6 separate regions of the Mus musculus genome follow, and all the other regions are linked to region 2. Evidence: chromatin contacts called from public Hi-C, HiCAR-type and promoter capture Hi-C data. All regions are on one chromosome and are shown on one strand. Each heading gives the region's core, a stretch centred on a gene start, on an enhancer-like site or on the middle of the called end of the contact. The rest is flanking DNA. Distances are from core to core; before and after follow the strand shown. Region 1 holds the start of Lrrc69 (leucine rich repeat containing 69). Region 2 holds the start of Cibar1 (CBY1 interacting BAR domain containing 1). Region 3 holds the start of Necab1 (N-terminal EF-hand calcium binding protein 1). Region 4 holds the start of Slc26a7 (solute carrier family 26, member 7). Region 5 holds the start of Otud6b (OTU domain containing 6B). Region 6 holds the start of Pip4p2 (phosphatidylinositol-4,5-bisphosphate 4-phosphatase 2).

What was found. Promoter capture Hi-C pulls out the DNA fragments that hold promoters and counts their contacts. A called contact is a pair of places that touch in the nucleus more often than the background predicts. HiCAR-type assays count read pairs that join an accessible place to other places.
Region 1: a contact with region 2 is called in a promoter capture Hi-C map of cranial neural crest. The contact joins the promoter of Lrrc69 here to the promoter of Cibar1 in region 2. A contact is called at or near these places in 7 of 39 promoter capture datasets (cranial neural crest, frontonasal cranial neural crest, hippocampal neurons and 4 more), 2 of 115 datasets of contacts at active chromatin or transcription factors (astrocytes and embryonic forebrain) and 1 of 9 other capture datasets (liver).
Region 3: a contact with region 2 is called in a HiCAR-type map of astrocytes, with 5 times the contacts expected there. The contact joins the promoter of Necab1 here to the promoter of Cibar1 in region 2. A contact is called at or near these places in 2 of 39 promoter capture datasets (hippocampal neurons and liver), 1 of 115 datasets of contacts at active chromatin or transcription factors (astrocytes) and 1 of 9 other capture datasets (liver).
Region 4: a contact with region 2 is called in a promoter capture Hi-C map of second pharyngeal arch cranial neural crest, with 13 times the contacts expected there. The contact joins the promoter of Slc26a7 here to the promoter of Cibar1 in region 2. A contact is called at or near these places in 6 of 39 promoter capture datasets (cranial neural crest, frontonasal cranial neural crest, hippocampal neurons and 3 more) and 1 of 115 datasets of contacts at active chromatin or transcription factors (astrocytes).
Region 5: a Hi-C map of B cells shows a contact between it and region 2, with 7 read pairs. The contact joins the promoter of Otud6b here to the promoter of Cibar1 in region 2. A contact is called at or near these places in 7 of 39 promoter capture datasets (the 3T3-L1 cell line, the C10 cell line, cranial neural crest and 4 more), 1 of 484 Hi-C or Micro-C datasets (B cells), 2 of 115 datasets of contacts at active chromatin or transcription factors (astrocytes and stem cell-derived neural progenitor cells) and 1 of 9 other capture datasets (adipose tissue).
Region 6: a contact with region 2 is called in a promoter capture Hi-C map of embryonic stem cells, with 6 times the contacts expected there. The contact joins the promoter of Pip4p2 here to the promoter of Cibar1 in region 2. A contact is called at or near these places in 8 of 39 promoter capture datasets (cranial neural crest, embryonic stem cells, frontonasal cranial neural crest and 4 more), 5 of 115 datasets of contacts at active chromatin or transcription factors (astrocytes, embryonic forebrain, embryonic stem cells and 2 more) and 2 of 9 other capture datasets (adipose tissue and embryonic stem cells).

Annotation. Positions count from the first base shown.
Region 1 is chr4:14,794,279-14,798,237 of GRCm38.p6, forward strand. Lrrc69 (leucine rich repeat containing 69) reads right to left here and starts at 1,774. Exons shown (of 8, transcript NM_028499.2): 1 at 1,585-1,774. The coding sequence starts at 1,767.
Region 2 is chr4:12,169,351-12,173,953 of GRCm38.p6, forward strand. Cibar1 (CBY1 interacting BAR domain containing 1) reads right to left here and starts at 2,665. Exons shown (of 9, transcript NM_026558.5): 1 at 2,348-2,665; 2 at 1,634-1,868. The coding sequence starts at 2,580.
Region 3 is chr4:15,146,235-15,150,469 of GRCm38.p6, forward strand. It overlaps Necab1 (N-terminal EF-hand calcium binding protein 1), which reads right to left and starts at 2,897. Exons shown (of 13, transcript NM_178617.4): 1 at 2,584-2,897. The coding sequence starts at 2,682.
Region 4 is chr4:14,619,348-14,623,566 of GRCm38.p6, forward strand. Slc26a7 (solute carrier family 26, member 7) reads right to left here and starts at 2,431. Exons shown (of 19, transcript NM_145947.2): 1 at 2,342-2,431; 2 at 1,845-2,077. The coding sequence starts at 2,037.
Region 5 is chr4:14,824,714-14,828,655 of GRCm38.p6, forward strand. It overlaps Otud6b (OTU domain containing 6B), which reads right to left and starts at 1,700. Exons shown (of 7, transcript NM_152812.4): 1 at 1,578-1,700; 2 at 786-940. The coding sequence starts at 1,659.
Region 6 is chr4:14,862,772-14,867,347 of GRCm38.p6, forward strand. Pip4p2 (phosphatidylinositol-4,5-bisphosphate 4-phosphatase 2) reads left to right here and starts at 1,448. Exons shown (of 7, transcript NM_028264.4): 1 at 1,448-1,666. The coding sequence starts at 1,561.

The sequences.
Region 1 (3,959 bases), core at 524-3,023, 2.6 Mb after region 2:
TAGGTTTCAGAAACCAACCAAGTCCACTTTAGGATGATTGTCAGTGACATCCTGGACTGACAGCATCCAGTAAAACCAGAGGACAATCAGCTTAGTTAAAGGCTGGACAATGGAAGTCCTGGTGGAAAAAAATTAGGTGCGTTTGAAAACTATGTGACATTACTCTGAAATAAAATGAAGCCAGTATAATAAAAAGATGCAAGAAGTGAAGGATTAAGTTTGGCATATACACACATACAATACATATATATATATATACTGCAGAATTCTCTGAGGCAAAGTAAAGGCTTGATAATGGTTATGTAAATGCTACAAAGCTTTAAAAGGTAATGAAGCCACCAAGGCAAGGCCAGAGTGGACTGCACATATTGGTGCCAGCAGCGCACACAGTGGGGAGCAGTGGGAGGCTGTGGCTACTGAAAGCTCTAAGTGTGCCATCATGCTGAGTTGAAAAGATAACTGTGCAGAAACTAAGCTTACTATATAGGAATTTGAAAGATAGTAACTGAAATGGACACGCCAAAGAGTAAGTTGAGAGTAACTAAACATGGAAGTGAGGATGGGAACTGAAAGTGTCATAAAAGATAATTCTAGTATAAGCCTTTAAGCAATGAGTTTTCTTATAACAACATGCAAACAGAAACAAATTCAAAGAGGAAAGCAAAGCACTTCATGGTTTTCAGTGAGAGCTCAGAAAATCATCTGTCCTTTAGAGAAGTGTGAGTTCCCATCTTATAGCTGTAACTACACCATTTCAAGTTACTACTAACTACTATTGAATATTATGATTTCATAAAGGTTAAAAGAGGCCGTGTGAAAATGACAGATTTATTCTTTAACTTTTAGTAAGTTGCAGTGACTGAGTTGTCTAAAGGCTCTTTCGGTACGGACTGTGAAGAAATCAACACAAGTAAAACTGTTGCCTTGCGCCCACTTAACCTCAAGATTTTTAGCAGCTGCAGTCAGACATTACCAGGCAGAAACGTTTACCATAAGCATCTGGGACTCAGCCATGTCACCTGCTTCTCTTTAAGAAGGGGACTCTGTATTTTAAACATTAGCCATCTCCTAAAGGCTGTTTTAGGGGGAGAAATTCCTTTCATTTCCTATTCCTATCAACCCTCCTCTGCACTTGAAGTCCCAGCCAGTTCTAGGAAATGCCTCCTCAACACTCTAAATGTGTCTTAATTCCATATGTAAAGACTTCGGGACAGTCCCCCTAGGGAGGTGGGCACAATCTTGCCTGAATCCTCAAAGCCTACTTCCAGATGTGAGCCCCAAGGTAGAAAGACTACTACTAGACCCAGGCTTCCAACCTCTTTCCAGATGACAGCCTGAAGGAAGATGAGCAAAGATCTAATTCTCATTCCAGATGTGGGCCAAAGGGCACAGGAGTAACTTGCAACATCTTTCCTGCCATGTGTAATGCCCTAAGCTAGAACAGCTACTCATCCCTCTCCAACAGCACTCCATATTGTCTCCAGAGAGCTAATTCTCCAGATATTAAAGTGTCACTGCTCCATCATCACTTACGACTTTAATCTATTTTCTATCTTCAATCCCAAAAGCTCTGAGGTTCCTCACCTGGGTCAAGGTCCTTAGCTCTGGGCATACTTTGGAGATGGAATTATTTTGAAGGTCTAGAGTCTTCAGATTAGGTAGTTTTTCCAGTGTCGAGGGCATCTTGGTAATCCTCTTGCCATTCAAAGTCAGGATCTTAGTGTTCTTGCCACCCTTCAGTGCTGTTACCAATAATCTTTCAGCCATGATTTTTGAAGAGGTGACCATTATGGAGGAAGAGTTATTATATATCTTTAGAATATGTAATCGCAGAATTGTTCTGTCACACATGCAAAACCACTCCCCATTATGATGAAGCTAGGAGGTAGTAGGTGATTTCCTAAGTAGAGGGGGGAAATAGTCACTGCAGGTTGGACCAGAAGCATACAAGACAGGGCATGCTGAAACAGGTTTATCCATGCCAGACACATGGACAATATCAAATACTGAGATCATATCAGGCAACTGGGCCAGCTTTGGGACTCTTCCTCCAGTTTGAAATGAGGAAGGCTAAACATCTGGGGGGGGGGGGGAAGTAATACTGAAGCCTTGGGGTTCATAACAGCATCTTATAAAAGGAGGGACTAACTCATTAATCATACTTGGAGTGGGTGGGACATCATCAGCTCAGTCTAAAAACTAATAAAGGGAGAAATGAATCAAGCATCTATTACACTATTGTAATATAAACTGCATGCCACTATATTCAAATAGTTCATAGTTTTTATTCATACAGAAATTGGAGCTAATAAATGAATTTTAACAAGCCTTAGAAAACTCATCATTTCTCCAAGTTCTAATGAAATACAGGAACTCTGTTGGTAGGATTAAGGTTAGTAGCCCACTAATCCGTTTTAGCCACTTACAACAGAAAGCATCACGTGCAATGAAAGTAACTGATGGTGCGCAGCAGAGTGCAGAGGAAACCTCATGCAGAAAACCAACCCTACATCTAACAGTAGCTTTAGGCTAACCAACACATACAGAAATGGGAGGCCCAGAGAGCTGAAGTTACCCTCAGTCAAATCTGTAACATGGAAAGCTTTACAGCAGCGGCTCTCAACTCTCCTATGCGGCTGTAATACACTCCTCATGCTGTGGTGACCCCATCCATACAACTATTTTCATTTCTACTTCATAACTATAATTATTCTACGGTTATGAATCGTAATGTAAATATTTTTAGAGACAGGATTTCCAAGGGGGTAGTGATTGATACACAGGTTGAGACGCAGTGCTCTATAGGGAGAAGTGAAATGAGGTCTCAGCAACTGCATGATGAAAAATAAAAACTGTTCTGAAAATGAGCATTAAATAATAGCAAAAGACAAAATACAACCTGTGCACCTGGACAGATTGTTCATTTCAATAAACACAGCAACCAGTCAGAGAAATGTATTGATGGGCTGGTTATGATAGTAATTAACAATAGGACTTGTTTTACATGTATTCAACATTTAGAAATGCTTATGGAAACTGGAGGACGTAGGGGAAGCAGCAGGATGGACACAATGTTGATAATTATTGACATTATTGATGCTGAGTAACAGGCATACAGAGGTTTTTAATACTAGTCCTACTGTTTCGCAGGTGTGTTGAAAATGACAGAAAAGGATGCTATAGCCTTTGACCTTTGATCATTAGAACCCCGTCTGTACCTAGATATGAGGAGGCTTGGAGGCACTTTGATTAGACATATTGCAAACTTAATTATGACTGCCAAATATTTAAATACTATAAATGATACATATAATCTACCAAGTTTTCAGAACACAACTCTAGTGCAAGAAGTGACTATAAGGGAGTAGATGAGGAAGTTAAAAGGCTCTGCTCTCAAAGAAATTACAGTCCAGCTGTAGAAAACAAATCATGACAATGATGTAAATCTATGTCCAGCAGGTGAGGAGAGTTGCTATGGGTAAAAATAAAACCAGGAAAGAGAAATAATTTAATTATTATTAAATCACTGGGTCACTGGGAAGTGCTATTGAAGCAAGAAGTTGCCAACATAAGATCAGCGGGTACCATAGTTCTGAAATAGGAAAAGTAACTTTACAACAGTATAATAAACATCACTATCATCATAACAAGACGGCTCTCAACAGTGACTTCCAGTTGCTACTATAGAGAAAACCATCTCTATAGATAAAAGCATTTTAATTGATAAAAAGGCTATGTATGAACTGCCTTTTCTCTTTCAACCCTAGTTTTGTAAGAAAAACTATTACGACTCTAATCAAAATGTCTGCAGGGCTTTATTCTTAAAGGTCTTATTCTGAGGGCCCAGAGAGAAGGCTCGGTGGCCAGGACTCAAGTTTGGTTCCCTGAATCCATGGGCTGCACTCATGACCATCTGCAACTTCAGCTTTATATAATCCAACGTGCTCTTCTGAACTGAG
Region 2 (4,603 bases), core at 1,415-3,914:
AAACAGCTTAGGAATTATTGTATTAGCCGAATTGTTTTAAACAGTCACTTATAATGTATCAAAGCCCAGAGAACAAGATAAATGGGCTTAGTGTTGCTGATCTGCCAAACTGTACACCTGATCTCTTTTTATCTATAATTAAATAGTTTCTCAAACTCATTAAATTTTCATCACAAAGTAATAGCAATTCTTTTAATAACACTAGTAAAAGGAACTGAAGGAAAAATGTTATACCAATACATATAACAAGAAAATGATGAGGCACTGAGACTTTGCCAGGGTGGGCAAGCAAATGACATCTATTGCTTAAAACAAACATTTTACAGCAAATAAAATGCTTTTTACAATGGTAAATGTTTACCTAATCATTTCATTTCATTTCATTTCATTTCATGTTAGTTCTTTAGTGTTTGGAAATGATGTCATATGGATGTTTCACTTTAAAAGAGTTTTGGAAAATGTAAAAAATAATCATTTAAATTTCAGAATTTTAAGATCAATGTTATGACTCCTCGGGCCAGTCTAATGTCCACCAGCTCTACTACCACACACTGTGAGGTCTATCCGTGTCTGTCCTAACAGCTTCCCTTGTCTTTCCCTTGCCTACCTTTGCCATGTTCATTAGCATCTCCACCATTTGGTAAGCAGGGAAACAGAGCAGAGCAAACGCAAATCAATCCACTTTGCTATTTGATAACTAGCATAAAATTTTTCTAGAAAGGGGAACTTATTGGTAAAATAGGACTTTAGGATTATCTGTGAATAAAAACTATTTCTGAAACATTACATCTCCAGTTACCATGTATAACTGAGTATTTCTTGTTATAGAAGAAATGTATGCCAAGAACTCAACATTTTTCTTATAGTTATCCCCAGGGGATTAGTATTCGAGTTTTATATACATGATGATGATAACTTCATAGATTATTTCTCTTTTTAATTTTCAGTAAGTGAAAATTTGTTTTAGGCTTTAAGCATAAGAAAGATCAATGGGGCTTGTTACAAAAGTAAAAAAAAAAGCAATGGAATTTGAACGAGCCAACTATGTTAACTGGTACCTATAAGAAGTAAGTGAAAACGCTTATGCAGTATTAAGAAAAGACTGTATTTTAGAAAGATCTCCCAAGAGCAAAGCTCTGGTCACTCAAAGCAAACACACAGCCAGCCTCTCAGCTGTATCACTTGTGTTATAAATCATAGCTTTCCGATTTCGTTCGACTTTCAAACCATGGGAAAATCAGCAACGTGTAGCCCATTTATTAGTACTTTGTGATTTTGTCATTTTCAGCATTTCCATTTCTAGTCATTCTTTAAAACGCACTTGGCCCACACAGGCCATACAGGTGCTTTTCTTCTGCACGACTGCTATATAGGTTACCTTTTCTGGATGCATGTTCCCTGTTACCCTGTTGGCAAATGCAGTGGTAAACTCAGACTTCAACCACACCTGACGTTTAGTTTGAAAGCTATCAGGTCACAGAAAGGTTCCATATAGCGAACCCACACTGTTACAGACAGGAAAGGCATTTATCAAGGGTACATTCACCACTGCTGGGTAGGTTACAACGAAAAGTCCACAATTTTTACACACTTTGTAGGAATTTGGCTATGACACCAGAACCTCACTTCATACCTCTGCCTGGCGATAATCTTGAAGTTTGGCAAACTCATCAGCAAAGTCTTTCAGACCCTGCTTTAAATTTGGTGTCTCGGTAGAGGCATACAGGTTGATTTCGTTCACTAGGAGGTCGGCTTTGTCTCGAAGCCTGGCAGTTTTCCGTACATAAGCAGCAAAGATTTGGCAAAGCTCTCCAAAATGCTTCTCCACATTTGTGACAGCATCCTGCAGTTGTTTTGTTTGAGCATCTCTAGAAAAAGGAGACACAGAACACTGTTCTTAAAACAGTAAGAAGGTGCCCCGTTAATTTTACGTGCAAACATTCCCGGGCCTCCCTAAAGCCCTGAAGGGCAACATTCCCAACTCTTCCAGAGGCCCGCGCCTTCTCTAGGACCTCACGCAGGCTCTGGTCCTGCCTAGAACCTTGCAGGCCCGGGAAAGGGCCCGGGCCTGGTGGGCCGAGAAGGGGCGGCGCTGCTGCGGCCTGGGCACCTGCGGCCTCCCGGGCTCTGTACCGCGGCAGGGCCCGGCCCAGCTCAGGGGGACCGATCGGCCGGGAGACTCTCTCGGCCCGGCACTCGCCTCATCCGGGTGGACGGACTGCAGAGCGCCACGGGGACCGTGCGGCCTCCTCCCGCCCCAACCGGCTTCCAGGCCCTCGGCCCGGCTCCTCTCTCCCACCCGGCCCTTTCCTTCGGGCAGCCTGCACGACGAGGCCCCGGCGGTTACCGCTCATCCAGATTGCGCCTCAACATCTTGCCTTTCCCGCCGCCCGGGACCCAGGATGGGAGCCCAACGAGCGCGGCTCCGGGCCGCCAGGGCGCGCGGGAGCAGGCGACGCCGCCACTTCTACCGGGAGCTGAGAGCGCGCAGTGCGCGCCGCCCCGCCTGCCCGGCGTTTCCGTGGCGACGCGGCGCGCGCCCCGGCGGTCAAGAGCAGGGCAAGGGAGACCAGAGGGCATGGGGCAGAGGGAACACCAAGCATCCTCCTTCAGCTCCTGCAGCTCTCTAGCCCTCCCAGGCTTCTGGGAGCGAAGGAGGAAAACCAACCCACCAGCAACCGGAAGGGGTACAGGAAAATAAAGGTGAACGGGGTTCAGACTTAATGCGAAGCTTGTCCCTGTGCTTCTCTGTTGAATGAGACAACGTGTGGGCTCGTGGAAGCTGCCTTTGGAAAAGAACCGCTCTATAAGTTAGATTTCTATAGCTGTGATGAGACCCCGACAAAAATCAAGTTGAGGAGGAAAGGATTTCTTTGGCTGACATATCCCAAGTCACAGTTCTTTAAGGAACTCAGGGCAGGAACCTGGAGGCAGGAATTGAAGCAGAGGCCATGTAGCAACACTGCTGGCTGGCCTATTTGATTGACTTTCTTATATACCCCAGGACCTCTTGCACAGGGGCAATACTGTCTACCCTTCCATGTCAATCATCAATCAAGAAAACAGCCTACAGGTCAATCTGATAGGGACATTTTCTGAATGTTCCCTCTTCTCGGGTAACTCTAACTTTGGTCAAATTAACCAAACAGAAACAAACAAACAACAATAACAACAATAAAAATAAGAACAGTAACAACAAAACAGAAACAGAAAAAAAAGCACACCAGTGCTTACTCCCTCATCTTTACTGGTCTTTAATGCCATCTGTTCCCCCTCTTGCAGGTAACTGAGTTTCTACTTTGTGAAAAAGATTGTTAGACCCAGTCGAGGTATGGGCCTGAATGAAGGTTCCCCAATTGGAAGAGTCACAGATAACCCAGAGCCTTCCTCTAGCTTCTGAGAGGGAGTCTTCTCTTCCGAGTGAACTTGGGGTCCAACTTCAAGCTTTGTCTACTTCTCAAATGCCCATAATTTCTGAGAATAAAGTCTTTGCTCTTACAGTGCTCACAGCCTTGGTGGAATGATAAAGCTAGCCAAACAGTCAAACACATATAACACAGCCCAGAAATGTGCTACCGTGTCAGGTTTCGTTGTATAAACAAATTATAAGGCCTAGTGGCTTCCACAACTCCACTAGTCAGTTTAGGATTCTGTAAACGACACAGATGGTTCTTCTTTGGTTCTGTTCAGCTAGGTTCTTTCCTGCCTTTCCAGGTGGCGAGTCTGTTACTAGCAGTATAATTTCACTAAATGCTATGGTGCTGAGCAAATAAGTTCTGCAATTGGGAGGTAGGGAGCCAGATGTGTCCAACCCCACCCCCTAAAAGCTCATCTTAAGACCAGTAGGAGTAAGAATTGCTCCCTCCTTGTTCTGGGCCTGCATGCCATGGTAGTGCATGTATCCTTGTGACCCACACCTCTACCACCATTGAGGTAGTCACATAGCCTGGTGGCTACATTACAGGCTTAAGCACCTGGAATTCCTCTTCATGCAGATGAAGCATTCCCAGTACCTCAGTACCAACCAATAATGTACACTCACCCTGAAAAATACCTACCCACTACCCAAGGTTTATATAGCCCTTATTTTCCTCAAATAAAGAGAGCTGTAACTCTGGAAAAACGTCCAGCCAACAGAGTTCCTGCAGACCCAGGACCCACCCTGTCTGGTGATTCTTCATTTTTTCCAATCCAGCCTAGTGCAAAACAGTGCCTGAGTACCCTGAAGGCTGAAGCAGAACTGGCCAATTTGAATATGGTTTGAGTGTTCTCAAAGAGTACATGACGCAGAGGCTTGGTTTGCTCTTTAATGTATGGTGAGAGGTGTGGACATTTAGAGAGCAGCCTAAAAGCCATGGAGACTACCGCTCTTGGAAGGGATTAAGGTGTGTGTGGTTGTTTGTTTGTTTGTTTGTTTGTTTTTTTGAGTCTCTTATTATTAGTTTCTGGAAAGGTTATAGACCAGAGTCTTACCCCACCTGGATGTGACTTTTTCCATCTATACCTGTTGCTACCATCATGACCAAATCCACTATATGAAGTCTATCAGAGCAGAGCTACTAGCCAGAATTGTGAACCAAATCAACATGTATTTGTATACACT
Region 3 (4,235 bases), core at 1,647-4,146, 3.0 Mb after region 2:
TTGCTGGACCTAGTCATGTCCCCAACAGCATCCACAAATGGGGTTTATGTAGATTCCCTAAGAAGTCTAAAGACTTACTGTCTCAGTGACACATCGGTATAAATGAGACTATTCTTATTCCTATTGGGAGAGTCAGTTCTTCCCCCAAATTGGAAATTAGCCTGTGAGGAGCAGGAGTCCCCAGTGGTCTCTTATCATTTCAGATCTAGAAGAGGAAGAATATACCACCCGTTCCTTGTGTTGATCTGAGTAGATTTCAAAAAGCAATCATTCTTAGCAGTGCTACTAGAATATACTAAATCTAATCAAATCAAATGATGTATTTATGTTTCACATTGTGTTGTTGCTAAAACCGACAGGATCCAGAAATGAATAATTCAGAGGTCTCTAAATAACCAACCCTTTTTTCATGTCACACAATTCACCAGAGTGTTACATTTTTTCACAAAATAACTCAGGAATGTGTAAACAACATATTTTCTATCCAAGAAAAAAGAACCCAACTGCAGTTAATCTTTTTTTAAAGCTATGTTTCAAAGAAAAACAGGCATGTTAACGCCTCTCTTGTGGAATCAGGTTTTTTGGTTTTTGTTTTTCTGGGTTTTTTTGTTTTTGTATTTTCCAATTCTGGAACTAGACTTAAGAAGGTAAGGGAGCCAGCCCTGTTTATAGATGAAAGCTCCATCAGGACAGGGAACTTACATTAAAAGAACTTGGGAACAACTGCACCTACATAATAAGATGAGATTTAAAATTTTGCTTTTAATAACCTGCTGTTGAACACGTGAGCTTAGAATGGTAAGTCTGTCGGGTGGCTTTCTTTGCTCTTTCATAGTCTCTATACATTCCTCAGCAGAGAATCTCCAGGATTTGTTAGAGGCAATAAGATAAAAGCACGGGTAGTGCTCAGTGTCCTCAGAGGGCAGAGCACAGATTAGGCACAAAAGGACAGAGGTCCCACTTGACCTCAGGACTAACTTCTTGGCAGATTGGTTTTCTTCCTCATAATAGTCTGGATGAGCAAGGTCCTGATTCCCTCCTGATCCTGGGGATTGCACACTCATGTGTGCAGCCCTGTCTTTACAATGACCCAACCTAGTTCCTGGAGGCAGGGCATGAAGAAATAATTAGAGCATAGACTGAACCATTGCAGAGATTTAAAAGAAAAAAAAAAAACCTACAACAATGTGTTGCAGTAAAAAGTGGAAATCATGTTTTCATGGGGAGAAAATGGTTGGCCCCCAAAGCCTGAATCCTGTGTTGGCACTGCATGGTGATGTGGGGAGAAGGCTGCCTGGAGGTGGGGTTGAAGCTTCGATTAAGTCTTACACAAGTTTTAATTATTGATATAAATTTCTCAGCCAATTTTTTAAAAAGTCTAGATAATTCCTTCACGACAAATCAAAGACTCCTTGCCCCTCCCCCATTATCTTCAAAATCCCTGACTGGCCATTATGATAGTTGATGTCCTCACATTTTCATTTTTCATACTCAAGTGTATTTAGCCTCTGGCCCACCTCCTTCATGCTTGGACTTTAATAAGGAGTGATGGCTTAGAGAAGGGGAGGGGCAGGGACAAACGAGGCTCCTTTGCATGCTTTGCCCATTTTCCATCATGCTAAAAAAGGAGCGGCTAGAACTGTCCCCACTGAGCAAGCCAGACACTACCTGGGGGAACAGAGTGAATTTTACATGTGAACAGCAGCTAGAAGAGCCAGAACCCAGAAGGCAAGCAACCCAGGAACAGGAAAGCCAGGAAACAAAACAAGGCAGCCGGGTGAGAAACAAACATTAGGGACAAAGCGAAGCGGAATCTAGGAGCAAATTAAATCTAAAACTGAGAGAGAAAGAGGGGGGGGGGGAGAGAGATTACAGCATAAGGAGACAAAATAGCACGGAAAGAATGGTCAGGCTAGAGATGCGAAGCAAGGAAGTCAATTCCCAAGCAAGGAATGGGACCATAGGGAAAACCATCAAAAGCTAGAAGAGAAGGTTAATGATAGTAATTACAACTTAGGCAGGGCAGGTGGTGGTGGTGGGGAGAATAATAGGGAAGGCAGCGGGCACCAAAAGAGAAAAAAAAATCATTATGATAAAAGAGACCTTGGCTTCTGTTGTAAAATAAGAAAACGAATACGTTCAAAGAAATTGTTTTTGAAGGTAGCTGGGAGTAGCTGGAGGGGCATCACAATGTCTAAGGCTTCCGTCAGCGCTCCCAGCACAAGGGAGAGAGAGTGCCTGCCAGTAAATTGGGCAGCAGGGATGAGACCGGAATCAAGTCCTACACTGCTCAATGGGAGACTCTCCATTCCGGGCAGAAGCCCTAGGTTCTGGGAAGTCGAACTTTGGGGGCTCCTTAAAGCTTATAATCAAAGCTGCAGGTCTGGGACAGCTCTTTACAAGTTGGGTGGCAGTCCTTTCTCTTGCATTTATTTGCCTAGGGTCCTCTGGGGAACAGCAGATAGGAGATAGTTTGAGTGGAGGTCTGATAGCAATGCCAGCAGCCAACCGCTGCTCCTGACCCCTCCCCTCTCACAGAGGTGATGCCTAATGCGCCCACCTAACTACTTCAGCTATACTTACGTCGAGGAAGATGGACATGCCCTTGGACAGTTGCAGGGTAGAGCTGAGCTCTTCCGAGGAGTTGTTGGAGGAAGGCGAAGTCTCCCGGGAATCCTCCATCCTCAGCGGTCCTGGCGCTGGCGGGCAGACTGGGCGGGATGCAAAGGCTCTGACCTGGTGCTGTCTCAGCTGCTGCCTCCCCGCGCCGCGCCACCAGGGTCGGATGCAAGTGGGTGTTCGCTCTGAGCGCGCGCCTCCCTCTGCTCTGCGCGGACTCTCCTCCCTCTCCCGCCTCTAGGCTTCAGCACGCTAGCTCTCGCCGCCCCCTTCCCGTGGCTGACTGCACCTCACTGGGGATCCGACTTAGCAACACTGTAACTCCCCTTGCCAGTGAGCATTCCCTGGCCTTGACAAGCCCTTAGTCACTTGCCAGAGGTAACCTTCTGGACCCTGCCCACCACACCGCACTTTACATGACAGAGCAGATCAAGCTTTGTCCTGAGCATCAGAGGGGGGTGGGGTGGGGGGGTGGGGGGGTCAGAAGCACTGAGGGAAAACCATGAGTGGGAAGAAGGAATCGAGTTTTGCCTACTCCATCCTTGATGGAAACAGAACTCTGTGCCCCCCTCACTCCTCCCCACGCCCAACCTGGTTTCTGGATTCTGTCCTGGAAGGGATAGCTAGTTCAGTTTTGGATTAAGGCACTGGGTCTGGCCATCTGCCTTAGTTGCTTTTTTATCTTGTGGTGTAGCAAATTGCTAAATCTTTAAAGCTTAGTGTTTACGAATCGGCAAAACGATCACCAGGGTGGTGCTTAGCTTATAGTTCCACTGCTTGCACACTTGGCACTATCAGGTGTAGGGAGGGAGAGGCAAGCCCGGCACAACACAGACAAAATGTAGGGAGATAACTTGCCTTGCGCCAGTCGTCCTGGCCATGAGCCTTCTTCCAACACCATGGATTCTGGCGTTTCCAACCTCCCTACCTCCCGGCTGCTCTGAATCTACTGTTTACAGAGAGTGAGTTTGCAACTCTGGCTGAACGTTGGACTGTGTGTCACTTAGAGTGTGTGTCAACTTCAAAATGTCCTAACAGATGAATGAATTGTCATTCTTCCTGCAGGCTTTCTTCGTGCCTAGACCTAGAAGATCGTACTTTCTGAGCTGGGGTGCATCAAAGGCTTTTAAGAGCTGCACCCTTCCAATGGTACATTTATTCGTACTCGGAGTTAGGAACTCACTCCCACAAAAGCAAAACAAACAAACAAACAAACAAACAAACAAACAAATTAAGGCCTGAGTTTCACTTCTGGATTCATGTTCAGTTAGCATGTGGTTGTCCCTAGCGTATTTTTCCTCTCTCAAAGCGTCTCAGGCAATCTTTATGAGCCCAGAATTAATAAGCACTTAAAGAAGAAGAGCTACAGAAATTAAGCAAAGGTCAGTGACTTCAGACCTGTAAAGTCCAGGGATAAAACGCAGAGCTTCATTAAGTCTAGAGTCACAAACATGATTAGAGAAGATATTGATTGGAGCTGTGCTTTGAGGACTATTAGTCTTGCATCTTTGTGTATTTATACCTTATTAACTTCGAGTTATCTTATCTGAACAACTAGAATAGATTCTTTCCTCTGACAATTGCTTAGCAAAAAGAAATGAAAAATCATGAAAAAA
Region 4 (4,219 bases), core at 1,181-3,680, 2.4 Mb after region 2:
GCATGTTGGCTTTGGAAGTGGAGGAGTCCTGACTCCTCCGCTTCTCAGGTATGAGGGCCTGAGAAACTGACTGCTTTAAGCCTCCAATGGAAAGGCAATGTTAACTCTGGATTCTCTTAATAGAAGAGGTTGAAAAAGAATTAGAAATGCATATTTGAAAAAGCTCTTTGCAAGAATTCATCTTTTCTGACAACAGAAAAAAAAAAAAAAAAAAACCACCAAGAGTCTTCCTAGCAGTGTAATTGTCAGCATACAGAACATGTGACCTGATCCAAACTTCTCATGGAACCAGGCTAAGTAAGTGTCTTGCTTCTCATCAGCTTATCAATGTACTTCTTCCTAATCAATGTAATGCATGATCATTAAAGTCTCCCAAAAGCTAAACCAAACTAACTACCAAAGGCTTGCACATAAGCCATATCCTAGTGACGAGCCTAAGGGAGCTGTATCGCATTCCCGGATGCTCTTGGCTACTGGGTGCTTTTCAAACATAAAAAGACAACTACTGCTAAAATCGTAATTATTCCACTTTTATTTTATATTAAATAACAGCAAAATAAATTTATGGGATATGGTGAAACTAAACATCTGGGGACAGAAAACTTGCTTAAGTCCATCAGCTAAATTTTCAAATGACATAGGATGTTTCATCTGGAATTTAAAGTCAAATAAAAGAAAGGCTGGGGATGCCCCAGGTCTGTTATTACTTTTTTATTTTTTAAAGATTACTATACTTTTGCTATTGGCAAAATGGTCATTAAAAATACAACACAGAGTTAAGCAGTAAAATTGTATTCCATAAAGATAGCACTGTGGATCTTAAACCCCCCACCCATGCAGATGTTCCTAATCAGACTGAAAACACAAATTCACAAACCAGTTTGTTCCAGCTACAGAATAATTTCATTAAAAGCATACTTATAATTGAACAGAAGAAATAATAGTTAAAGCCAGGGAGGTAGTGAGACTGCATGGAAATATAATCACTAGGAGTCTTTGCCAAGAAAGCTGTTCCAAACCTTTAAAGCTGGGAAGTTGAGAAATCAGTTCCTTTTCTGGCTACAGGTAGAACATTACTACCTGAATCAGCCAAAACTCGTGTGGACATACCTTTAAGGAAAGGAGGTACACATACACACACACACACACACACACACACACACACACACACACACACACGAGTGTCATTTTTAAAAATCTGTTCTGGGGATGTTTTACCATGTTATATTTCTCACTGAGACACGAGTTCTGTGGGGACTGCACCTCAGAATTAAACACGCACAGTGCAGTCCACACAAGCTCTGAGGATGCAGGATTCTTCGCTTTGCAAGTAGTGATCTTGGCAATAAGCCTCCTTCATGCACAAAAAGCTTTGTTCTCTGCTATAGCAAGTCCCATGGCTACAGCAGGTAACTGTAACTGTGTGCTGCTAACTGGGCTCATGAGCAATTGTATTCAGGACAGGAAATGTTTTATAGCTTGATTTGATGAAGGTGGGAAATTATGTCAGCACAGTGAAATCATAAAAGCTCATTTCTCACAATCACTGATCCATTACTCTGAACCAATATGAAATTTAACATTGCAAAATATGTAATTCCATTCAAGGGTTACTGCTTAATTGCTTAACTCCTAGCCAGGGGTAGAAAAAAGCCAAGTAATTTTAAAAGCAATTAGGAAAATCACACACAGAAACATCTACTCTGCTTATTTTCCTAAAATTAGTAACCATTTTATTAAGTCTGCTTCACTAGCTACACTGTCACCCCTCAAACATAATCCCCATCCAAGAAGCAAAGTGACATCCACTCTGCAGAAGACTGTAAACCCAAATGCACACTTACCTTGTGCCACCTGTTGAACTGCCAACATTATCCCAGACACAGTGTCTGGAAGCAGGTTTTCCTTCAGATTGTACTGCGGTGCCCATTCCAAGATAGGTAGGCGCCTCTTACACCACTGCTTAATGTCTTCTCGGTGGGGGGTGTGCATCTTGCCCCACAGCACGCTTCTCTTTTTCCTCTTTGCTCCCGTCATTTTTTCAGATTTTCAGATTCCCTCCTGTAGTAGTCAACTTCTTCAAGCAAGGGAGAGAGAAAAAAAAAAAATCGTTGGAGAACACCTCCTTTCGATGCCAGGCTCCAAATCGTCTGTGGTTTACAATGTCAAAGCTATCCAGAAAATAAATGTGAGAGAGAGAGAGAGAGAGAGAGAGAGAGAGAGAGAGAGAGAGAGAGAGAGAGAGAGAGAGAGAGAAACAGAAACACGAATGGATGCAACTGAGCTGTATGCCTTACTGTGGTTCAGCTAATTATTCTAGATAAAAATTATAGACTCAAACCTTAAATTCTTATCTGAATAAGGAATGGTTTCTGTTCATGTAATACTTTTCTGAACTTGGAAAAGTAATAGGTTCGGTGGTGAGATAGTTACAGCTCCCTTGCCAGTAATTCCCTTTATATTCACTGTCGTCTTATGTTTTTGGCTGCATTCCCAATGGTTAATGAGGTAGTTCTGGGCGTGTGGTGGAAGTGGGCTGGGCTATGCTAATGAAACCAGGAAGGATCCAGCCAGCCCAGCGTCTCCTACAAGCAGAAGCGAAGTCCCGACTGCCAGAGGATTTTCTGTAAAGAATATGCTACAGCCACACTTCTTTGTGAGGTATATATTTCCAACATCACTAAAAATTGCCAATTCCATAAAAGTCGGAAACATGATAGGGGACTACATGAGTCCTTGTCATTCTATTCTCTGGAATATGAAGTTTTCATTCATAGAAAAAACATTCAGATAACCACTGTGCCATCTGAGAAAGGACTAGCTAGTTCTTATAAACAAACTGAAATTTCATCTCCTGGGCTAAGGATTTAAGTATCACAATGAGCAAATATTTGTGGCTAGAGTTTATTTTTCTTCCTGTCTCTGCTCATTCACTTTTTACTGATTGTTTCTCTATGTTTTTAATTAACACACTTATGTCATTGTAAATAAAATTTATTGAGAAATTCAGTATCATTAAAACTATTGTTTGAAGCGGCACGGGTGTGTGCACGTGCGTGCACATGTGTGTGTATGTGTGTAATAGTATTTTTGTTGATATAACTTTTAGTAGAGCATTCTTTTAAAAGCTAGTGTTACATTTATAACAGAATAGACTGTCAAAGATTTTATTATAGTATTATTTCCCACAGCCTCCAGAAGAATAAGTCTGTATTATGGTCTGAACCATTGGAATTAACCCCAAAAACCAATATTCTAACTAAAACCGTGAAGCCAGAAGAAAGAAAAGCAAGCATGTAGTTATTTACAGTGCTTTCTAATGTCCGTTTGTCCAGAGACTAGACATCAGATGCTGGAAGCTATTACAACAGTAAGAACTTAGACCCTTTATTCTCCACAGGATTCCTGCTGTGTTTTTCCCATTAATTACATTAAGAGAAAGAGCTACTTTCTCAACTTCAAAAATATGTCCCTTGCTTGTAACATATGTAATACTTGGCAATACTTTTTTTTCAAACTCCATGAATCCTAAATAGATCTAGAGATATACATTTATATGAATGTGTGAGATTTTTTTTCTGTATTTCTCTGTTATTTTCATGACATGACATTTCTAACACTTCAATATATTTCTAACTCAGGGTCAAGCTAAAGGTTAGTAGAGGAGTCTTATGGCTGAGATGAAATTCAGTGGAATAGCTACTGCCTACCATGCATGAAGCCCTTGGTTCACTCCCTAGCAAACAAAGAGGGAGAAGGAGAGGGGAAGAATCTATTTCAGAGAGGAAGCTGCAAATGGTAGCATTTTAAACTTATTGTGTGATCTAAAAATAGCCTGAGGAGATAATTGCAAATGCACACAGTAAGAAACTGTAGGCTGGCTTTCCTTCCTGTGTGGCAGTCTCTCCCTTTAGTGCATGTGTGCACAAAAGTCAAAAATTATGTACATACTCATTGTGTGTTAGTTTCCTAAGATAAACATGAAATTTAAAAGAATTCAAACCTAGGCTGAAGAGAGAGAGAGAGAGAAACTGAATGGCTCACCAGACAGTTCCTAAGAGAATAAATGTTTCCTAAAAATCCTAACGTTTAAATCTGGAGCTCAACTTCCATATCTTTCCAAGCCAACACTATTTAAAGCCTGTCTAAACCTCGCTCCACAGCACAGTATCAGTCTTATTTGTAATCAGTAATGCCAAACAAAGAGAGCTTTATGAGG
Region 5 (3,942 bases), core at 450-2,949, 2.7 Mb after region 2:
TGGTTTCCTACTGGACTCGTGTGATTATCTACATTACTTCATGGCTATTACCTTACAGTGTTACTGACAACTATATCCTTTGAACAAAGTAGCTGGTATACACATTAGGCAGAATGGTAAACACCAAGCAGATGCATGGAGCCGGGCATGGTGGCGCACACCTTTGATCCCAGCACTCGGGAGGCAGAGGCCGGCGGATTTCTGGTCTACAGAGTGAGTTTCAGGACAGCTTTCTCTACTTAACTATAATTTCATATTTATTGTCCCATGTGGAGAAATTTATTCTAGGGTTGATTAAGAAGCTTTGCCGAGGTTACAATCTCATTCATCAGGAGTTCCTGACGAGCAGTCTCGGCTGCCAACTTTCACTCAAGGCAAACCTTATCTGGCAATAACTTATACTTTACATGGTTATTAGGTTAAGGAAGTAGGCACTTTTTTGCTGTTCTTCCATTTAAAAAAAGAAAATCTGCCCATAAACCTGGTCACAAAAATACTAAAGAAATGTACAGCTAGGTGTGGTGGTGCATGCCTGTAATCCCAGCACTTGTGAAGTCACACCAGTAGGATCTGAAGTTAAAGTTCAAGGTTTAGCCTCTGCTCCAAATCCACATGGGTGACAGCCTAGACTACAAGGCACTCTGTCTAAAAAAACTAATGTCGAGGAAATGTGATGTGTGACTGTATGACTCGATTTCAGAATTTTGAGACCGTATTCAATAAGCAGTTCAACACACTCAGACAGCTGTTTGCTCGGGCTCAGAGACAAGCTTCGCTCCCCATACCTTACTGTCCTTGAAAGTCAATTGCTTCAATTGCTCCAGTTCTTCCCTGTGTTTTTGCTCCATTTCTCTTTCCAATTTAGCAACATCTTCCGTGAGCTGCTTCCTCCTCTTTTTGTCGTTTTTGGGAACAGCGTTCTTCATTCCCTGAATTTTGGCTAAAAAAAGTCATCAAAACAGCCGTGTCAGAGCCCCCGGACCAAAAAGCGAAAAGCAGTTAAGAGGGTGGGAAGAGGTACAATTATAGAATGTAAAGTAATTATAGAAGCAATTAATCATGACACAACAATCAGCTACGGAGAAAGGTCCGGATGAGGCTTGCGACCCAACGTAAACACAATCTCGAATTTGTTTGGTTTGACAGGGCAAAACCAAGGTTAAAAAACTATACTAAGGTAAAACTTCTGCCTTTTAAATATCTTTCTCTGTGACCGACAAGCCAAGGAGAAGCAATTCAGACCACACCACTAAGGCCAGGCGTCGGGATCGGGGGCAGGAATGGGAAGGGAGGAAGAGGAGGTCCAAGACTTTGGTCTCCAGGCACATCACTCAGCAGCAGCACGTGCACCGGACCCGCTAGGGGTCCACGGCAGGTCGCACACGGGGACATCTCCGGGGACTGCAAATAAGGGGGTCGAGGGAATGGGGAAAGCTGGAGAAGACTGATCAAAAGTTATCTGAGGGAAAGCCTAGACGGATCCAGGACGTGTGCCCGTCCAGGTACCAGAGGACACACTCCACGCTCCCAGCCTTGGGTGTGGACGCCTCTTACATTCCCAGCCCCTTTCCCGTCACCTTGCAGCTCCTTCTTCTCCTTCCGATGCCTTCTCACCAGCTGCTCCTCATCATCGAGCTCTTCAGCCACGACCTCCTCCATGACGACCAGGCGGCCCGGCACCCGCGCTGAAGGAGATCCGCACCTCAGGAGGGCCAGCACCTCCCACTCCTCAACCCTCACCCGGGGCGCCATTGGCCGCCGGGAAGGCCCAGCCCCGCCTCAAGGCGGCTCCGGATCCAGGTCTAACCACTGAAACCGGGAGACGCCGACATGGGCTAGGGCGCCTGCGCGCTCGGACCGCTCTGGGCGGCGCGCCGGAAGCTGGGATTGTGCGATTAAGGACGCGCCCGGCGCTGGAGCAACCGCAGCACAAAGCTACGCGCCAGGCGATTGGCCCTGACGGGGCGCACGGAGATGACATCACGGACGTTCTTTCGCACAGCTTTCAATTTGTGCTTTAGAACGCTCCGTAGTTGTCCTCTTTGCCAAAACATGTTGAAAAGATTTTTTTTTTAATTTTAATAAAAGCGTGGTTTGTTTTCAATGAGGATCTTTACGTTATATTAGTCATACACTAGGGAATGGTTTGTTTTTTGTTTTTTTACAATGTGGTAAAAGGGGAAACGCTAAGTAAGGAATGCCTACTCTTGAAATAAGTGATGAAAGAGATAAAAAAGGACTAAGCTTAGTAAAGTCCATTTGCTAAATTCAGTTGTAAAACGATTAACAGTGATGTCAGGGTGTTTTGAAGATTTGAGGCAAGATTTAACAAATGTAACTCGTGTGCCACAAAAACAAATTAGCAAAGGCAAACAAGAATGCTCACGGAATGGTGGCAGGAGTGGAAGACTCAGAGTGTTGGTCCAGTAAAATTTAAAAAAAAAAAAAAATCTCTATTTAGGGCTGATTGTGGTTGTGTAGGCCTTTAATCCCAGCACTTAGGAGGCAGGCAGGCAGATCTCTGTGAGTTTGAGGCCAGCCTGTCTACATAGGGAGTTCCAGGATGTCCAGAGAGTTACATAGGTGAGACCCTGTCTCAAAAGTCGATAGACAGGGGCTGGCGAGATGGCTCAGTGGATAAGAGCGCCAACTGCTCTTCTGAAGGTCCCGAGTTCAAATCCTAGCAACCACATGGTGGCTCACAACCATCCATAGCGAAATATGATGCCCTCTTCTGGAGTGTCTGAAGACAGCTACAATGTACTTTCATATAATAAATAAATAGATCTTAAAAAAAATAGATAGACAAACATATTCTTTTTTATATATAAATGCCTGAGACAGAACAAAACAAATGAAGTTGAAATAATATTTCTGGAAATAATTGAAAACTTATTTCCAGAGATGAATAATGAACTGCACCTACAACTGTATAAACCTGTAAGGGGTTGTATTAGTCAGGGTTCTCTAGAGTCACAGAACCTATGGAAAGTCTCTATATAGCAAGGGAATTTATTGATGACTTGCGGTCTGTAGCCCAAACTCCCCAACAATGGTGAGCAGCAGCTGTGAATGGAAGTCCAAGGATCTAGCAGTTGCTCAGTCCCACAAGGTAGGCAGGTGAAGAAGACAGAGTAAATCTTCCTTCTTCCAACATACTTATGGAAGTCTTCAGAAGGTGTGGTGCAGATTAAAGGTGTGTTCCACCACGCCTTTAATCCCAGATGACCTTGAACTCAGAGATCTCCCTATCTTAATCTTCTGGGATTCATAGCCACTATGCCTCAAGAGCTCCATGCCAAGATCTAGGTCAGAAACTTGCATCTCCCAGCCTCCAGATTAGGATCATAGGTGAGCCTTCCAATTCTGGATTGTTTTTCATTCCAGATATAGTCAAGATGACATCCAGGAATAGTCACTACAGGGATACATTTAAATTAATTTTGGTGAAGAGAAAAGAACAACTACACATATCCTGTTTTGTTTTGTTTAATTTCAATGTTGTGGGCGAGTGTTATACAAGTATCTAGACTAAGAAATCCAGTTATGACCTAAGATACTTTTCTTGCAACTCTAAAAAGCCAAAAAGCAGTGCAATAAAATCACAGAGAAATGTAATTTTTATATGAGAGCTGTATACCCTGCCAGGCTTAGAGACTGGAAATTTCTGGAGTTAGACTAAATACATTTTGCATTATGATGTGGACATCAGGCTATAGGGCCAGGAAGTGGAAGTTGGTTTGAATAAGAATGTACCCCCAAAGGCTCAGATATTTGAAGACGCGGTCCCCAGTTGGTGGTGCTATGTGGGTCGGAGCATAAGGTATTGCATTGCTGAGGAAAGTATGTCATTGGGGATGGGCTTTTGATTCCAAAAATGTGTCAGCCCAGTTTTCTTGGGGTTGTTAGTGATGTTTTGTTGTTTTTCTGATTCCATCCTGT
Region 6 (4,576 bases), core at 198-2,697, 2.7 Mb after region 2:
TGTATCTTCCTGTTATTGGCCGCCCAAAGATGCTACATGAAAGAAAACATTGTTCTTTACCTTCCCTTAGGGTTTCCAGTTGGTACTTTATAGATTCAGGAAGAAAGAGTATGTCTTCAGAGAGCAACTTGAGGATCCTAAATGTGATTTGAGTAGTTTCGAATGTCTGCTGTTTATACGGACTGAAATGTAAGGGGCAACTCCCAATCTCCGGTACAGCTATTTCACTGTGGGACTTTTCAGCCACCTTGAGCATGGAGACCACACCCTAGATACTTGGGGACACCTGGAAGGTGAGTAAATAATTCTTCCGAAGTCACTCAGAAGAACCTCAGCAGGAAAGCTATTATTCTGATTGCATTTTTATTTGGATGTGTTCTAAACTTTGGTTTGTTTCTGTTGTTTTTTTAAAAAATGTAAATCGCATTGGAATCAAATGACAAAACATCAAAAAAGGGTAACAAAAATGTAAATAGAAAATAAGACAATAAGTCTGTTGAGTATTTAAAAACATTTATTAAAAAAACTGTGTGTGTGAGTGTGTGTGTTGATGTAGGCCTGATGAAGGTATTGGATTCCTTTTACTAGAGTTACAGGTGGTTTGTGAGCCACGAAATGTGGGTGCTGAGAACTGGCTTTTGTGACCTAAGCAAGATCAGTGAGCACCTTAATCAGTGTGCTAGCTCTTCAGTACAATGACCTTTTTTTAAAAAAAGAAAAATCTTTTGTAGGAAAAAGGTTTAATTTTTACATTATACAAAAAAGCCCCATTATTCTACAAAAACTAAAATGACAGTCTATTTTGTAAAACGGAAGTTGTAAAAGTTAACACTTATGCTTAAAGTGCCAAAAATCAAATGTCAGCACTCTTATTCCTAAAAAAAAAAATCAAGGAAAAGAGGAAAGCCTAATGCGCAGGCACCAACATTTCTCAGACAACAGATTCTCAGCTATGGTTCATAACAAAGAAGAAACCTCTCCGAAGAAAATGATAACCCAAGAAATAAGTTTTCTTCACCCAGCTGCAAAGTTTACCAGACAAGTTAGACTCTCCTACTTCCTGGAGGAGCTGAACTTGATTGCTCTGGTTTTGCCCGTAATCCAGTACAGGCCTTTCAGTGCCTCTCAAAGCTGCTCTTTATCCTCGGTTCCCTTAGTTTAAAAGATTCCTCACCCTCTCTTTCCCTTTGCCCCTCCTCTTGCTTACTTGATCTCTTCCCCTCCCCCACTTCCTAATCAGTCCTCCCGTCTCCCCTTTTCTCAGACTGGCTGGCTTTCCCTCCACACTTCTTCCCTCCCTCCTCCTTCTCCTCCTCCTCCTCCTCCTCCTCCCGGGCTCTTTCTTTCCTCTCCAGTCCCCTCCCCCAGCATGCCTCCCGGCGTGCTTCCCTTCCCCCGGCCTCGCGGTCCCGCACCCTCCCCTCCCCCGCCTCCTGCCTTGTGACACATCCTGGGCCCTCCCGGAGGCCGTAGCGGCGGCGCGGCGGCATTGCTGGCCACCACCTCCTCCCTAGCCGCAGCCCAGCTCAACCCGCGGCCCGCCGCGCTGTCGCTGCAGTCATGGCTGCTGACGGGGTGGACGAACGTTCGCCTCTGCTGTCAGCATCCCATTCGGGAAATGTCACTCCCACAGCCCCGCCGTACTTGCAGGAAAGCAGCCCCAGAGGTAAGGCCGGCATAGACCTTTCTGCTTCTCGCAGAAACGTCTGGAAGGATGGAAGGATGAATGCCGGGGAGCTCTAGCGCGGAGGCGGAGGAGAGCTTCTCCCTTGGGCTGGGGGAAAAGGATGCCTTCCCAGGCTCTGCCTGCCTACCCGAAAGCCTGTCTGCAGGGCTTCGCTGCTGCTGCTTGTGGTGTGGAGTGTGTGCTTGAACACTTCCTTCCCAGCTTCAGGATCGGACATGAATTTTCCCAAGCTCCGAGCTGCTGTTTCCAAAGCAGCCCCTAAGTGCAGCTGGGCGGTGGTGCAGATCCTTCAGTCATTCACAAGTGCTTTCGGTTGCTGAAAAACACGGGGCACTGCTCACCCTGGCATCTGCCCTTGAGAGGACTTCAGCAGGAAACATCTTAGTCCCTTACACTCGGCCCCGGAGTGCAAGCAGGGAACTGCCTAACCAGAAGCAACAGAGTTTATCCCTAATATGTCCGAAATTCCTAAGCTACGGGCATTGCTGCCTGTAAGGAGTGTGTTTCATAGCTTCAGTGGTGAATGAAGAGCCTTCCGTTAGGAAGGAGGAATTTTTTAAATGCATGTCTGGGTGAGGTTGAAATTAACTTCTAAAAAGTTCCCCAAGTTTATACCGTATATATTTTTAGTTTTGTTTTTCAGTGTAGAATTAAAAAGGGATTTGGAGAAATGGTGTGGTGAAGGAGAAGTCTCTTTACCAAAGGATTCGATTTATTCAAGCACTGTCTTTGTTCAAAGTCTTTGGGAGTGTTTACTACGGTAGTCTGGAAGGCAAGCCTTACAGAGATCATTAAATATGGCACGTGCAAGCGTACCTTACTTCATCTTGCTCTTTTGGCTGGATGTGAATGAAGTTTAAAACCCAAGGAGGCCAAAGTTAATAGTGTTTTGGGAATATAAGCAGGTCACGTGTCTTGTAACACAACTTCTAAGTTCATGTCTGAAATGGGGCAGGGGGGGGCGCGGGGGGGGGCGGGAAACACTACAACAGGTTGAAGTTGTCTGGCATTTAACATTTCTTTTTAACATTTTATAACTTGAAAATCAACATTCTGGGTCTCAATCTATAAACAGAAGCAGAACAAAGGAAAACTGTGGTTAGCTGGGAGTAATTCAGAGTGATTGACAGCCTGAGAGGAAAGGGGCAAAGTCCAAGGGAACTGACACACAGAAAACGTACAAGTGACCCTTGTTGGCCAGAAGTCGGGGGATTTCCCTTACTGGCCATTTGATATTAATATTGTACTATCTAATCCTTAGTCACAGGTTCCTGAATGAGTGTTTCAGTTTTATTAATTTTTGTCTATGGAATAAAATTGATGATTTATTAAGGGACTGAGTTTGGACTGAAGTAATGGAAATACCTTTTCCTTATTTTAGTCAATCTGTGTTTAGGACAAACACACACACACACACACACATATATATATGTATATATATATATGGACCTGCATAGACTTCATTGTTCTCTATAGATTTCCTTAATTTGATCAGATTCCTCAAACTACAAAGAGAGTGGCATTTCCAATCAAGCACTGAAAAGAAGTCATTTTACTCTAAAGATCTCTTAACTTAAAGATCTTTTAACTCCTTTGGCCTAAGAGTACAATAATTTTTTTTTTGGAAACGATGGAGATATTTAAAACACTAATATATGGGATAACATCTATGAAGGAAGAAACGTAAATGAGAAGCAAAGTCATTTTTTTTAAGATTTATTTATTTATTATATGTAAGTACACTGTAGCTGTCTTCAGACACTCCAGAAGAGGGCGTCAGATCATGTTACAGATGGTTGTGAGCCACCATGTGGTTGCTGGGATTTGAACTTTGGACCTTCGGAAGAGCATTTGGGTGCTCTTACCCACTGAGCCATTTCACCAGCCCAAGCAAAGTCATTTTATTCGCATGATGACAGTATCTTTTCTTGATTACTAACAACTATTTGAGTAATACACACGTTCTAAATCTTGGACACTGTCCCATTCATTCATTCATTCATTCATTCATTCAGGAACTTTATGGGCCCTCACAGTATGTCACATGCTACACTTCTCTGAGTCAGGCTGACTAAAACTGGGCCTTTATGGAGCTCAGGTAGTGGAGAGAAAGAATAAATTCCAGAGTGATTCAGTTCAGATGCTTTTGTTTTGTTTTGTTTTGTTTTTGTTTTTTCCTCAGACAGGGTTTCTCTGTATAACCCTGGCTGTCCTAGAACTCACTGTGTAGACCAGGCTGGCCTTGAACTCAGAGATCTGCCTGCCTCTGCCTCTGGAGTTCTGGGATTAAAGGTATTCGACACTAATCTCTGGCAGTTCAGATTTTAAGACTTCTTTTATCATCAGATTCTGTTAATAGCTGCAAATAGTAAGCTTTTTAGTTGAAAACCAGTGACTAGAAATTGAATATACATTTTGGTGGGTAATTTTAGTTTACGATACCAACTATAATTATTCAAACTCTGTGTGTGTGTGTATTATACGTGTTTGTGTGTACAAGTGCTACAGGTCCACAATCATGTCTCTCTGTCATTTTCTAATTCAGTTTTTGAGACAGAGTCTCTCAGTCAACCTGGAGCTAATTGACTAAGCAATTCGAGATGACTATCAAAGCCCACAGGTCCTCCGGCCTCTTACTCCTCATGCCGGGGGTTCTAGTGTGCACCACCACACCCAGCTTTCTATGTGTGTTCTAGGGATCCAGACGTCAGTCCTCATGCTTCCGTAGTAAACACGTGATCAGCTTCACTGTCTTTATATCCTAATTACTCAGATGTTTAATAGGTTAAAAAGAGGGCGAGGAGGAGGAGGAAGAGGAAGAGGAGGAGGAGGCTTAACCACAACATTTTATAATCCATTGCTTTGTGCCACTCTTTTTAAAGATTTATT